2 separate regions of the Rattus norvegicus genome follow, and region 2 is linked to region 1. Evidence: chromatin contacts called from public Hi-C data. All regions are on one chromosome and are shown on one strand. Each heading gives the region's core, a stretch centred on a gene start, on an enhancer-like site or on the middle of the called end of the contact. The rest is flanking DNA. Distances are from core to core; before and after follow the strand shown.

Evidence for each region. Hi-C and Micro-C count contacts between places; a contact is called where the count stands out from the background.
Region 2: a Hi-C map of mammary epithelial cells shows a contact between it and region 1, with 1.8 times the contacts expected there. The contact joins the promoter of Mapk9 here to the promoter of Cnot6l2 in region 1. A contact is called at or near these places in 3 of 12 Hi-C or Micro-C datasets (Schwann cells, kidney and mammary epithelial cells) and 1 of 1 datasets of contacts at active chromatin or transcription factors (oligodendrocytes).

What each region holds. Positions count from the first base shown.
Region 1 is chr10:34,518,464-34,523,355 of GRCr8, reverse strand. Cnot6l2 (CCR4-NOT transcription complex, subunit 6 like 2) reads right to left here and starts at 2,588. Exons shown (of 3, transcript XM_063270031.1): 1 at 2,580-2,588; 2 at 1-1,362. The coding sequence starts at 2,588. The coding sequence ends at 514. All of the region lies in intron 2 of Cnot6 (CCR4-NOT transcription complex, subunit 6), which reads left to right.
Region 2 is chr10:34,669,042-34,673,862 of GRCr8, reverse strand. Mapk9 (mitogen-activated protein kinase 9) reads right to left here and starts at 3,090. Exons shown (of 12, transcript NM_017322.2): 1 at 2,880-3,090.

The sequences.
Region 1 (4,892 bases), core at 1,339-3,838:
ATTAATCAGCCCATTCCTTTTCCAGTTTACCTGAAAACACAGTTTGTCATGAATAGACTGTGTTAGCCTTTGAATGCAGCTATGATTCGTTACTTAAATTAGGACTCCATTATCAAAAACTGCCTGTTAATTTTTTTTTTCTGCATAGTTAGGGCAGGAACAATAGTTGACTATTGAAAATTTAAAGTTTTGTCTCTCGGCAGATCAAGATACTGGACAGGGTTAACCGACTGAGAATTTTATCTGTGATTGACAGGCCAAGGAAGAAAAAAGTGAATCAAGAGGAGGGGGAAAATCAATGGTAAAGTGGATATAAAAGTGGACGAGAAAGAAAAGGAGCAACTGAACCGTGGAAGAACAGCTTTAGGAGAGGAAATAGAAGGCGCGGAGAAGCATAGGCGCAGAGAGAGCGGGAAGAGAGGCTGGGAGGGCGGGCAGGAGCGCGCCGGGCCGGCTCACTACTCTGAGACGCGGGGGAACGTAGACGGGGCTAAAGCGTCGAGCTGCGAGGAGTCACCCCCCCACCCGACGCGGGATGGTCGCGTCCAGCAGCGTCAGCCAATAGGAAGCCGGGATGTTGGAGAGACGGCGGTGAGCGGGGCGCTCGCTGGCTGGGGTGGGAGGGGGACGGCGGCCGCCGCCATGATGCTTGTTTGCTTTCAATGAAAACGAGGGGGGCGCGGAAGAGGAGGCGTCGGCGTCGGTGGCGGCGGCGTCGACGGCGCGGAGGCGAAGGCGGCGGCCGGCGCGGCGAGGAGGGCGAGGCCGGGGTCCGAGAGGGCGGCAGAGCGTAGCGGCGGCTCGTGGGGTCCGGGCGGCCGAGGCGGGCGGCTGAGGAGCGGCGGCTGAGGAGGGGGAACAAAGAGCGGCGGCTGAGGCGGCTGAGGAGTGGCGGCGGCGGCGCTGCAGCAGCGGGCGGGACTGGTATGGTGGTTCCACAGGGCAGACCCCGCTGCACTCACCGGGAGGAGGCGGCGGCAGCGGCGGAGGAAGGCGGCGCAGCTCGAGAGGTGAGCGCGACGGGCCCGAGCGACGTCCCGCCGAGGCTCTGCCGCCTGCGCTCCCCCATCCCCCAGGGGTCGTGCCCTGGGGACCCCGAGCGCGCACTCGCGCACAACTTAGTAGCTCTCCGAGTGACGTCTGTCCGTCCCCCTCCTTGACACAGCGATCGCGGTCCGGTCGGTCCCCGGGCCGCGCCCCCGCGCGGAGTCCCGGGGCTCGGCCTGGGTCGGAGGGTGGGGGGGGGCAGGAGTGTTGATTGACGGCAGTGTGGCGGCGTACCGAGGGCGGTGGCGTGAGCCCTGGCTTTTCGGACCCCCGGCTCCGGTCACGCGCCCCAAGAGAGGTGCTGGTGTGCGGGGACTAGGAGCTAGGAACCGGTGGCAACTTTGGAGAAGTGGCTGTGCGGGGTGGCGCACTGTGCGGCGTGGAACTTGGCACTCAGTGGACGCTCTTAATGCTCACCCGTTTCCTCCTAAAGTGTTTAAAGTCAATTTAACGCAGATATTGTTAGGGGCGGGGCGGATTACGTGGCCAAAGAAGTGATTATCAGCTGTAGAGATTATTGGACTCGGGACTCAAGTACTAATTTCTCGAAGAAAAATTTTCCCTAGTTTAAACCAAAGCGGACCTAGCCTTTTCATGTTTCAAAGCCAGTGGTTATTTTCTTTGGTAACATTTTTACAAATATCCCCCCCCCCCCGCCCCCCGACTCTTTCTACCCGGACATCGGTTTTTAGAGACTGCTCATAAGCAACTGTAATTCTTTACTTTTAACTATTCCTGCAAGTGAGGACATTGTGAACGGGCCAACTTGTTACTGTGTTTAAATTTGCCTCAATTTGAGTACAGGTAAACCTGTTTTACAGGTAGATTGCCTGATCCTGCTAGGTCTAAATTCTTCTCTGCCTGTGTTTGGAATTTTAACTTTGGAGACTAAATGAAAAAACAATCCGGTGTGTGCGAGCACTGTCTCTTCTACACTTCCCTAGACTTCTCCACCGTTCCACAACCGTTCTGTATGCTGCTCAAAACAAGGCATCGTTTGCTTTTTTTTGTAATTGCTGCCAGTCTTTTGAAGTTGGCGCGTTTTAGAATACATTTTAGAATTAAAATGAACTCGGAGCCAGTGGTCTAGTCTAATTCTCTGACACCGTTTCTAAGGATAGGATCAGGATATTGCAGTTATGAAGGGTGATATAGTTGCTAAGTATTTGGGTTTTGGAGAAGGAAGGGGAGTGTTTTTAACGGGTAGATATTACTTAAAGTATGTCAGTGTAGCCATTTCTCAGTAGGTGCACAGGGTGTTGCAAACATAGACAAAAAGTATGTGGCAGACATTTTCTAGTGTGGCTGGAGAATTCTTGAACAATCCTTGTATAATTTCAGATGTATTATGGCTGCTGGGAAATTTCAGGGTTTTTTTTTTTTGTTTGTTTGTTTTGTTTTGTTTTGTTTGTTTTGTTTTGTTTTGAACAGACAAGTTGATATATGGAACTTTGTCCTGACTGCAAATAAAGGCATTATAGGAAATTGCCCACTATGCACGTAGTATTTTGGTTAATGTTTAAACATCCCACTGAACCCATGTTAACTTTTTTTTAAAACAAAACAAAACAAAACAAAAATATGGGTCTTAAAATATAGTTCCTGCTGGCCTGGAACCTTTTTTTGTAGAATAGGCTGACCTTGAACTCAGATCCTCCTGTTTCTGCCTCTGGGATGCTGAGGTTAAAGGTGTACAGCACCATGTTTAAGTTTTTCATTCAGTGCATCCTAGAAGGACGACATATGTAAGGCATACTGGAGTAAATGAAGTATCCTTTGGTCCTTACATGGTAAGAGATCAATATCTTCAGTATACATGTAACTCTGTTCTGAGAAAGGTCCACTGGCTAGGAAGCTCACGCTTCTGTTTTAGCACTCTGAAAATGTCTACATTTTCATCTAAAAATGTATAATACACACACACACACTATACTTTTGTCATGGAGAAGAAAGTTCTGTTAATTTTTTAAACCTTTTAGCTTTTACACAATATACAGTTTTTCTTATCTGTCCCTCTTATTCAGGCTAAGGTGGCCGTGTTACAAGGAAATGAGATTAATAAACACTACTTGAAAAGTGTTGACTAAACCCAAGTGTAACTATATGTATAACGTGTACTTGTGAGTACAGTGGAGTGTAGTAGAGTTTGGTGTTTAAGGAAGGAAGGAAGGAAGGAAAGAATGATTATTTGAATCTAAGGTAGAGGCTGATTCAGGCCGCCTTACCCTTTGGGCTTTACTTTTCTGTTGTCCATGTGGATATTTTGGATGAATTGCACCCTGAGGAATAGCTTTTGATAGTCCTGAGATAGATGATGGGAACCCAGAGATGACTGTGTCCAGTTCTGCCTTCCTGTTCTGCATAGAAATATGGTGTACAAGTGCTTCAAGGAACAGAAGAATGATGAAACTTATGGATGAGGGTGCGGTGCCAGTTTAAAGAAAAGTGACACTGAGTGGAAGCTTGCCAAGTTGGAGAAGGGGAGCATTGTAAACAAAGGGGACAGTGATCAGACTGAGGTATCAGGTTTGGGGGTAAGGTCAGCCACCATACGATGTTACTGGAACAGTGGGAGTGAGTTGAGAGCATCTGTACAAGAGGTCTGTCTAGCCTAGATTTTGAAGGACTTTGCTGAGCTTTGTTTCCTTTTAGCAAAGGAGAGTCTGTTTTTTTTTTTTTAAACAAGAAATAAAGTTTTAAAGATAACTAGGCATCAGTGTGGGGGAATAAAGACCATGCAAGTAAAATTGAAGTCATATTTGGAATAATACAGGTAGTGACTGTTTTTTTGACTTGGATATAGTGTCTGTGGCTCCTTTTGTGATGGGCTTGAAAACTGCCCAATCACTCTGTAATATAGGGTCATGCCAATTCAGAATGTTGGAGTTTTAGAAGATGTGAAAAGCAGCCAAAACAGTGAAAGCCCTGAAATGAGACGCATGAAACTTGAGGTTTGTGGACTTTGCTTCCTAGAGCTCAGACAGGCTAGAGAGTTTAATTGGAGCAGTCAACCAGCACACACACTGGAATCAAAGCAGCCAGGCTGTTTAGGAATACTCTTGACGGTTAGGCTATGGTAAGTATTTTGTGAAATGCTAGGGGAAGATGAGTTTTCCCTCTAAATTCCTGGAAGTAGAATATTGAGACTTAGAAGCGTGGGACTCTTAAGAAAGCTGCTGTAACAGGTTTTATATGGAAATCACAGGCCTTGGGAGGAAGTGGAATTGGAGTACAGGAACTTGATAAGAATGGAAGCATTTCTCATGTTAAGTGACTAAGAAGTAGAGCAGTATTACATAACTGTGCACCTACCCTCAAAAAGCACCTGCTTTATTTGAGCTGCACATCCACAGGGTTGGTCCTTGTAAATTACTCTGATTTGCTAGGAGAGTTACCTGAAAGTCTGGAAAACTATGACACTGAAGTTGAATGGGTGCGGTCCACAACACAGAAGGAGCTGACTTACTGGTTAGTGCTCCTGTCTTACGTATTTTTGTACAGCTCAGTTCACCTGGGGCAGTTTTCTATCTTAGTCTAATTTTTTTTCACAGATTAAAATAGCACATAAACAAGTGAGAAGTTTGCAGTGATTGTTCAGTATTAAGTCAGTCATGTTGGAACAAATTCACATTTTTTCCAAACAAGTGTTATACAGATGAGCTAATTATACTTAAACACAGTATTTGAAAATATTCAATTCAGAGTGAGTTTGTAGTAGTGCAGAGAGAAAGACAAAAGAGTAATAAACATAGCAGGTTATATGGTAATTAGAAATATATAAACATTTTGTGTATCCTTAGGAAGAATCTAATTTTGACTAGGAACCTTTGGAGGAGTTGTTAGTG
Region 2 (4,821 bases), core at 1,841-4,340, 150 kb before region 1:
CTAGCACACGAGAGGCTGAGAGAGGAGGATTACAGTGGATTTGAGGCTACATAGTGAGTGGGAAGCCATATCTGAAAGAAGAAACAAACGTACAACCCCAAAACAATAAGCACCAAAAGATAAAAGCCAACAGAGAGAACTGAAAAGACATCAACCAATAATCACAACAAAAACTTCAAATGATTACAAAAACTGTAAGATACACAAGACACTTAGATATTCAAGTTTTGACTGGTTACTTGATGCTATGAAAGAATGGCTGCTTTTAAAATTTTAAGAGAACCTTGTTTGTTTGTTTGTTTGTTTTAGCGAAATAGACTAAAAAGTTCATGGACAGAATGACGGGATGTCAAGGATCTGCTTCAACACAACGTGAGGAGAGTTTACATGCTCTGAGATCAGGGATGAAAAGAGACTGCCATAGTTAAAACGTGTAGACGCTGGTAAAGCCATCCACTTTATAACAAATCTGAAAGTCCCCATCACAAACAACTAAACGCTGCTGTTGAAATCCAACTCACACGGTGGCCAAGTACAAACCATTAAGAATTATTGTTTTTAAAATAAAATTGCCGCCTTCCTAGCCAGGTGTAAAAGATAACTTCATATTTAGTCAAAAATAGCAGCCCTACTGACCAATTAATACTTTTCTTTTAAAATCAGATTTTGTTTTATCCTATATATAATAAGCTTTTAAAAATTGGTTCACTCATTAATAACTAATCCGTTTGGCATTTCTCTTAGTACAGAAGGTTAAGCCTTTTTTCTTTTGAAACTGACACATTCAAGTACACTCCTGGCCATTTATTTAAAGGATAGAGCGAAGCATCTGTTAACGAGTAATTATAAAGTCCTGAGACCCTGCAAATTGAAACCTCAGGAAAGCAAAAGGTCTCTAGAGATTATGCCCCCAAAACAACAATTATTTTTAACTATGCAGGACTCTCCTGAAAGGAGAGGAGAAACGTTTATAGATTGGCTAATGGAAGGCAAACACAAAGAGAGCTGAGAACCTTAGATGGAGGGGCAATCTGGTTTCAGGTTCTCACTGGCTGCCTGCGCTGAAGCAGACTACTGAAGCACTGTGGGCCTCCATTTCTTCCTCTGTGGAACCTGGTTGGTATCTGGGTGAACAGGGCCTAGCTCCTCTGGCCTCAGGCTACTGTTCCTGCTCCTCGAAGCTTCTCCCTCCCACACTGCCTGCTCAGGAGGTTAGCGGTGCTGCATGAGGTCCGCATTTGGCGGGGCACCAAATGGCTCGTTTTAATTAGCTATTGCCAACGCTAAAATATCAGAGTCCGGATACAAACTTGGAATCCTGGCTCTTAAAAAAAGGCTGAACGAAGTTCTGGACCTCCAGGGGTCTCCAGCACTCCACAATGCCACGCTTGCCTCGGAGGGCTAATTCTTGGCCACAGGCTGAGCAAAGTTCCCTGTTGATCTTGCCCTTTCACTTTCTGTGTCCGTCCCTGCTCAAGGCCCTCCAGCACCCCCACCCCACACCCTCCATTTCTAGGGCACAGACCCTTCACTACAGCTGGTGTCACATCCTGTCCTAGAACTGTGTGCTTGCCAGTCTGTGTCTACGGGGCTCCTGGACTCTCTGGGGGAAGGTACCCTGTTGCTATCTCCTTTGTGTCCTTAGAGTCCAGCAGAAAGCATGACCTAGATAATACAGAATTCAGTAGATAACTCCTGAACGTGTGGAAGGAAGCTCGAGCAAAACTCTTAGCAAAAATGTAATTTTTTTTAATCACAAATTGTTCTGACAGGTGCTAGAAAGAGATTAAAAACATTAAAACATTTCACAAAATGAGAATAAGAGTCTGTTTGCTTACAAGTTTCACAAGTTAAAAGTCACCAACAAAATGGACAAAGCAGAGATAATAGGCAGGGATGGTCTTACTGCTCATTCACTGATCTGACTCTAGAGACGAGAGTCAATATACCAGACAACTACCTGTATTCACAGTGCTATACAAAAACTGGGCTATAAATCAGATAGCATCAAACCAGAGTCAGTGCTGGAAGGAAAACTAAACTGATGAACGGGAATGACTAAGCGAGGGAAAAGGGTGGTCAAGGCAGGCCTCGCCAATAACAAGACACTGAACCACAGGAGGAAGTGATACGAGAAGAGACAGCAGGGCGAAAATCTTATAGACAACTCCGAACATGGAAAAGTCAAAGTGCAAAGGTCCTGAGGTAAATAAATGATTTTTGGCATGTCCAAAGCAGGTGAGGTGAATAGGCTAGGAGAGCAGAGATCTGCTTCTTGTTAGGAGGGAAGGGAGTGGCAGAGGAGGTGGGCAGGGCCCACTCTGGCTCTTTGCTGGGCACTGAAGATGAATGACAAGGCACTGGGGCGGGGGTTGGGGGGAGAAGTGGGGGAGGACTCTAAGCGGATGAGAGTTCCTACGACACTCGTGCCAGTAAGGGAGCATTTACCCACTCGGACGCCCTCAACTGTGCGCCTTAGGCTTCTCTGCCCTAGTGCTTTGAGACAGTTACACTGCCCGATAACAACCCCCAACCAAACCCTAGACATTTTACCACTACTGCGGAGGGGAAAGCAGAGGGCCAGTGAGGGTCAGAGTCACCGCCAAGGTCGCGGGGATCAGAGCCCAGACTCCAGGGCATGCAGCGGAGTACAGCAGCATGCCTCACAGCTGGAGAGAAGGCGCCCACAGACTCCTGCGGGCAGGTCTGCTGGGCCCGGGCCAGACAGCCGGCCTGCAGCCCTGGGCAGCAGACACCAGGCGAGAGAGAACGACTGCGGAACCGTGGAAAGCCAGGCAGTGCCGAGCAGCCCACCCCCCGCACCCCAGGCCTTCGCGGCCCGAGCAGCCCCGCCAGGCCTAGCCGCCCGCCGGGCTCACCTCGGCTCCGCGCCGCCGCGCCGGAGGCAGAGGGAGGGCACGCTGGCGGCGATGCGTTCTGGCGGCTCCCAGCTCCAGGACCCGGACCCGGCCGCCCCGCCCCGCTCTGCTCCGCCCCGTCGCCGCCGCAGTGGGTGTGAGGGGCGCGGGGCGCAGCGACCCTTCCGGTCGGGTTCCCTTCAGCTCCGCAGCTGCCGCCGCCGCCGCCGCCGCCGCCGCGCTCAGTCTGACGGATTCTCAGGCCAGCCAATCAGAACAAGGATATCTAGGCAGGCGGGGCCAATCGAGACTGGGGGTGGGCCAAGGCTGGGCAGTAAGGGCGTGGCTGAGGGTTGGTGTGGGCGAGGCCAGTGGCGCGCTCTGGATACCCTAGTGCAAAGTGGCGCCCCCTAGGCGGCTCCCCGCCTGGCCGTCTGCTTGCTATAAGCGCGTCTGCCAATGTGCGCAGAGGACTAGGGATCCAAGTCAATCTAGGACCAGCTCCTGAGCCCGCCTTCCAGGGCCAGGGGACCCGCATGCGCCGGAGAGGGTGGGCCAAGAGGAGCGAGAGCTGGGGAGGGGCGAAGCGTGACTTTGCTACAGTGTAGGAGCCTAGTCAGGCTCTGTTGCAGCAGGTGCAAGTGGAGAGGCGGCCCTGCGATTTCTCCAAATGCTGGAAACTCGACTGCATAATCGTTCGTGCTCTCCCCTGGGAAAAAAAGGGGGTAAAAGGACTGGAAACAACCGGGTTAGACAGGAGACCTGGGCAAGATTGGGAACCTGGAGTATAACGGCCCGGGAGGAGGAGGGAGGACAAGCCACAGAGCCTTGGGGTTTGTTGTTCACTAAGGCGGATGCGCTGCGTAAGCCACACTGAGTGGGCTCATAACAAGGATGCAGCCAGATGTCCAGAGGGTGGGGGCTGGAGAAACGGTGACCATGACGCTGGTGAGTCAGTGAGGGGATTGGCGGGGTGTGACCTAAAGAGGACTGTTGTAAGGAACAAGTTTCTGCTTTGGTGTAGAGGGATGAGGAGGGCGTCATTCCAATGCTGAAGGGCTTCTATACAGCGGTCTTTGACACTGCTGCTTTTGTTGACGCTCCTACAGCCCTCTGTCTCTCAAATAGGTTCCAGAAGGTCTGAGGTGAATAAGACGTTTGGAAAGCACAGAATTTAGGGTTCTGACTACTCTGAGCTTTGATCGAAAGACTGCAAGTGAGACAAGAGAGGTTGAACGCACTGAGGAAAAGCTCTAAACAGGTTAGGCTGAGGACTGGCCTATAAGGGATTGGAAAAATGCTGACAGTAGTTGACAAGTGGTACAGCTGTAGTAGGATGCCAAGGAATAGCCAGGGAATCGGGCTCTGCATATAGGAAGATCAGGAGAATAGAAGGCCCCATGAATCTCGGCAGAATTTGAAGAGATCTGTGACTCCGGTTTCAAGCACTGAGCCAGGGGGGTGGAGGCACAGAGAAGTGGGATAGAGAAAGGGATAGACAGTATCTCTGTTTTATTCTGTTTTCATATTGTGACAAAGCAAGATGACCAGAAAGCACTTCGGGGATGAAAGGGTTTATTTTGGCTTACAACTCTCAGGCCACTCCTCATTGAAGGAAGTAGGACACTCAAGGCAGGAACCAGCAGGCAGGAACCAAAGCAGAAGCAAGGGAAGAACACAGCTTATTAAGTTAGGGATGGAACTGCCTTCAGTGTGCTAGGCCCTCCCACATCAGTCATTAGTGAAGAAAATGCCCTTACAAACTTTTCTACAGTTCAATCTTACAGAAGCATTGTCTGGGTTAAGAGTCTCTCTTCTCACATATGACTAGGTCAAGTTAACAATGCCCAACCGCCAAAGTCTTCCTTTGGCCACCCCCATGTTGGCCACCAGAGGGCGTATGGTTTGATCCTGCTTAAAATTCTCCATAGTTCCTGAGTGTGCTGCATTGAGACAGGTTCAT